Linked DNA regions of Drosophila melanogaster: region 2 is linked to region 1. The links are chromatin contacts, called in public HiChIP or PLAC-seq maps. All regions are on one chromosome and are shown on one strand. The core of a region is the stretch at or near the end of the contact, and the rest is flanking DNA. Distances in the headings are between cores, read along the strand shown. Region 1 holds the start of Sap30 (SIN3-associated polypeptide 30). Region 2 holds the start of Arpc3B (Actin-related protein 2/3 complex, subunit 3B).

Evidence for each region. HiChIP or PLAC-seq counts read pairs in DNA pulled down with a chosen protein or histone mark.
Region 2: an H3K27ac HiChIP or PLAC-seq map of the Kc167 cell line shows a contact between it and region 1, with 4 times the contacts expected there. The contact joins the promoter of Arpc3B here to the promoter of Sap30 in region 1. A contact is called at or near these places in 1 of 107 Hi-C or Micro-C datasets (the Kc167 cell line) and 1 of 6 datasets of contacts at active chromatin or transcription factors (the Kc167 cell line).

The regions. Positions count from the first base shown.
Region 1 is chrX:16,785,931-16,788,570 of dm6, forward strand. It overlaps Sap30 (SIN3-associated polypeptide 30), which reads left to right and starts at 1,353. Exons shown (of 3, transcript NM_001298423.1): 1 at 1,353-1,610; 2 at 1,755-2,412; 3 at 2,637-2,640. The coding sequence starts at 2,020. CG9609 reads right to left here and starts at 1,078. Exons shown (of 2, transcript NM_132933.3): 1 at 635-1,078; 2 at 1-574. The coding sequence starts at 820.
Region 2 is chrX:17,104,558-17,107,197 of dm6, forward strand. Arpc3B (Actin-related protein 2/3 complex, subunit 3B) reads right to left here and starts at 1,295. Exons shown (of 3, transcript NM_132965.2): 1 at 1,213-1,295; 2 at 926-1,099; 3 at 14-429. The coding sequence starts at 1,218. The coding sequence ends at 85. It overlaps CG4991, which reads left to right. Exons shown (of 4, transcript NM_001144742.2): 4 at 1-5.

The DNA.
Region 1 (2,640 bases), core at 103-2,602:
TGCAGGTGAAGGAGGTGGCGCACTCATCCGTCTGCGCCGCCTCCTTGTGCTTCACCTCGAGGTGACGCTTCAGTTCGCTCGGCTTGTCGAAGGCACTATCGCAGCGGTCGCACTTATGGCGATTCTTGCCGTGCAACGAGTCGCGACAATGCTTCGTATACAACGTCCATTTGTCGAACTGCAGCGGGCAGCCGGGACACTCGTACAGCTTGCAGCTGGGCTCGTGACTCTGGCACTGCCACTGCTGGTAGAAGCCGCGCGAGCACTTCGAGCAGCTGTACGGATACTCCAGCGTGTGCTCCCTGATCTCGTGGCGCTTCAGCTTGAGCTTTTGCGAGAATTTGGCACTGCACTGGCTGCACGGATAGACCTTTGGGCTCTCGTGGGTTTCGCGCATGTGGCGGGTCATGTTGCTAACCGAGATGAACATCTTGCTGCACTCCTCCAGCGCGCACTTCACCGTCTTCTTGGCCGCCGACTCCGGACGCTCGTGGGTGCTGCGCAGATGCCTCTTTAAGTGCGTCACAATCGAGTACGTCTTGTCGCAACCCTCGTACGAGCAGGCGTGCTTCTTCTGCAAAGTGGTGGCGGCGTTACTACTGGCTTACACTTAACATACTCTAACTATACTCACAATCCCTGTGTGATGATACTCATGGCGATCCAATTGGTCCAGCCGCTTGAATGTGGCCTCGCATTTGGGCATGCTGCACGCGTACTTGGCCGAGCCGATGCTGTTGCGGCGTCCCTGGCGCTGCTTGAACTCCTCCAGAGCGGTCTCCATATCGCTGTCGCTGGCAATTTGCGTTCCAGGCGGCATTTTTGAGGGTTTTTATCTCCGAAATATTGCAATCTCTTTTTTTTTTGTGTTTTAGGTTACCGCGACATCCGCAAATGTCGTGGAATTATTTGGCCACACTCGTGTACGTGGAAATAGCCAAGGACTTAAGGTTGAAGAGATTGATTTTATTTCAATTTGGTGTAGCAAATCTATAACTTATAGGTTTCTTTTAATTTGGTGTAGAAAATCGATGATGTCCCTGGTAAGCGTTTATGATTTCGTTTTTGGAGAGATGGTAGATTTTTTGGTATTTTTCCAGGGCTGGAAATTGCTGCCTAGCAGTGTTGTACTGCAACAACTGAATAAGATGTACGATACGTTATCGAAAACGTTACATTGGTCACATTATTATTCATTTATTCAAAATATAATTGTCACATACGTTATAGCTAAGATTTTTTTTAATGTGCCTGGGAAAAGTTTGCAGTAACCCCGTTGTTTATTTGCAGAAAATTCTGCGTATTCCTTTTCCCAGTCTTTTTGAATGATTCTGTTTAATTCTCCAACTCACTACGGTGAAAATTCCTTGCGTCGATGCATTTAACAAATATATGCTTGTTAGTCCCCCGTCTCAGAAACTACAATCAAGAATTGGTCTGAAGACGAGTATAATAATATTCTATATAGACAAGCAGTCAGATACGCCTGAGAAAAAGGAAATTCAAATTTCATTGCACTAACGTGAGCTAGTGATGACAAAAACGGTAATTGGCTCAACTATCGTACCGGTGTGCGGTACCTATCGGAATTGGAATCAATGCTGGAAAAGGTAACTATATTTTGGTACACGGTATTTTTAAATTTAAGTACTGAAATTAACTAATATTTATTTAATTAATATTTTGTGCGATTATTAATACCAATTAAAAAATATTGATCGATAATCTGGAAAAAAATGCACTTGATATTTAAGATATTTGAGAAACTGCAAACAGTTTCAAATTGTCCGCTCTTGCCAGCTGCGGAGGAATTTCCCCATTTCCCAGTTTGGTCACATCGCGCTGTCGAAAGAAAATTTTTTTCTTGCAAAGAGAAACAAAGCAAAGCAATAGTCGAAAGTGAGAAAGACGAAAGAGGAGACAAAGGAGCGAAACGGAGAAAATCAGAGAAGCAGCAAGCAGAGCAGGAAGGGGGATTGGATAGGAACTCGAAAGCAATCGGCCAGGATCGGGAACAGGATGAACAACGGATTCAGCACCGGCGAGGAGGACAGTCGCGGGCACACGGACCAAACGTGCTGCCTAATCGACGACATGGAGCGGTGTCGCAACCAGGCTGGCTACGCCAGCTACTCCAAGCGCATCCAGAAGACGGTGGCCCAAAAGCGGCTCAAGCTCAGCAGCGATCCGGCCGCGCAGCACATTTACATCTGTGACCACCACAAGGAGCGCATCCAGTCGGTGCGCACCAAGCGTCGGCGCAAGGACAGCGAGGACGACAGCAACGAGACGGACACGGACCTGCACGAGTTCCCCGATCTCTACCAGCTGGGCGTGAGCACGCTGCGACGCTACAAGCGCCACTTCAAGGTCCAAACGAGGCAGGGCATGAAGCGGGCGCAGCTGGCGGATGTAAGTTTGACCTAGTTAACGAATTGAGCAGGCTATGTCCACTTTCTGTTGCCGGATTTCAGTGGGGTAACACGCTGGTCTAATGTGCTCCGTGATGCTCCATAGTTGGCCCTCTTGTAGTAGCCTCCACTCTAAAGAAAAGGCAGAAAAATGTGCCATGCCCTTTATAAGGTTTTCTAAACCCTGTTTTAATCAAGTTGCAAACCTCTACTCTTCTCCCGCAGACAA
Region 2 (2,640 bases), core at 45-2,544, 320 kb after region 1:
CAACGAATTTAATACATTCAAAGCAGTTTATTCGTAAATTTTGGTGGTAAATACTCTAAGATCGGCAGTATATTAGTGAGTCTTTTACATTCCCGGTCCCGAAAGACTCTTCTCCATGAACTTCTTCTTGGCAAAGCATATCCACCACTTGCTCGGCTTTCCATCCGGAGTATCAAAGACCTTTTCCAGCAATCTGTTTCCGGTTTCCTGGCGCAACTGCAGGAAGTACTGACGCATCAGCTCCGGATCCTCGGGCTTGGTGTATATTCCGTTCAGCGGAAATCCCGCATCTCCGGGTATATCGAACCGCGAGATGGCCAGCGTATAGAGCTCCTGCTGACCCTGCGATTTGCTTGTGCATCGGGCCAATCGCTTCAAACATTCCGTGATGTAGAGCGTTATGTAGATGAGCACCCTGTCCACCTCCGACTGCGATTAGATATACAATGTATGGGTAATAGGGGTTTTTTAAAAAGTAATTTTAAAAGTTTAAACATAGCAACAATATTCTAAGAATGATATCATAATTGATAAGACTATTATTGCTATAAGCTATATAGTAATATAAGCTATATAAGCTATAAGCTATTATTGAACTTTTAAAAAAAAATTCCAAGCTCCAAAAAAATAATTTCATTATGTAGAAATACCCAACTCTTGGAACACCATATAAGAAAGGGGTATTACTAAAAATTTAACAAATAACTTCACTCTTATCAGGCTGATTGTAACGACATATTTCTACAAATAAGGGCGGTGAGATAACGCACTTGGTTTTAACATTATAAAATTGACTCCACTAGGGCTTTAAGATTGTTTCGAAATATTTAACAAGCTGTGCCGTCTTCTTAATGTATCTTCATTTTAAAAATTAGAATATCGCCTCGCTTTATCTCTATGCTCATTTCTTTGTCCAGTCACCAACCTTAACTTCGTAAGTGCGGAAGAAAATGTTCGATTTCCAGAAGTAGAGTGACTCATCGATGATGTCGTTGGGAATATCAACAGTGGGCGCTGGTCCTCGGACTTGGGTACGTAGTGGTAGAAGGGCCATATTCCCCACCGAGGCTTGGAAATCCTCTATTTCCGAGTGAAATGCCTGTGCGAACCATGTAAACAAATGGACAGGTTAAGGGTTTAATGCGTTTAATGTACATTTATGTTAAGAAACTGCCCATCTGCAGCTGCATACCTCGGTTGTATTTTACTCACCGGCATTTCAATGACTTCTGTCTTGTTTTTCAAAAGTTAAAAATAAACGAAAAATATAGTAATATATGATATATCAGAACTTCCTAGTGATGTGAAAACGTTATCTTTTTGAAGTTGAATAAACGACCCATTGGCGTTAAAATGAACTGGTTCGTTCCGAGTTTATTTGGTATTTTTTGAAAATATACATTTCTAAAGATATTATTTTAATCATTTAAGCTGACATTTTCCCACATAAATGTGCAAGTACGTCTCAGTTTTCGTCGTTTTATTTTAGTTCTGTTGCATATGAAATTGATATCAATGCAGAAATGGAGTTAACAGGACTTGGCTCTTTCGGTTAGAACTTGTTGCGCTTGCTAATTAAAAATGGGAAAGATATAGATAAAAAATAGGAAAGAAATGAACATAACAACTGTAATAAGGTCCCCAATCGAATATATATAATATATATATTAATATACAATATATATAATATAATATAATATAGCTTTTTTATTAAAAAATAATTAATTGAACGTTTCCAACTTTTCGCGCGACAATGAAAAGCTTCAACTTTGGCGGTAAGTTACAAAGGCGAAAGCAGTGTGCCCAGACACATTTGGGTTAACACTCAAACTATTTCACATGTTCCAGTTCACTTTGAAAATACAAATTACGTCTATTAAAAACATTATTCGATGGTCGACACAGTTGATTGTTTATAGATAAGAAGTTTGTAAATTGTGTATAAATATAAAATACTAGGTAAAATATAATCGATCGATAACATAATATCGATAGAACTAATTGTATAGTCTGAAGAACAAACGATGGTGTGATCGAGATCGAAGAGCTTAAATCAATTGTTTTAAAGAGAAACATCGTGAATAAAAATACTTAAAAAGATTGTTACAGACCAAGACAACAATAATAAAGCAGTAATACATTGGAATATAGTGCTATTCTTAAAAAATCAAAACCCGATATAATTGACATATTAAAATCAAAAAAAGTTTATTTTGGTGAAGACGCGACTATAGTTCAACTGCGCAACGCCGTAACTTCTTAAATAAATTAGAGTTTGCCATTAACATTACTATTCATAGTAGTATTAAAGAATCACATAGTATTCAATTATTTGGTGTTAGCCAAAAAGGCCATATAGTTGACGAATTGCCAGAATATATTGAGCACACGTTTAATTTAGAGCAAACAGACCTAGATACTGTTAGTTTAAATGCTAATGTTAATATCCATCACTCACAACATAATATTGAGCAATATAATGCGAAGAAAAATAAAGCCCTTTTGGAATATAAATTTCGAGATTTTGAAGCTCTACGAAATATTGATACAACACCTGGAGTTAATAAAAAATTCGAACCTAAATATCGCGGCCCATGTACAAATAAATATACAAGGAAAGTAGAGTGTTTGAAAGTGACC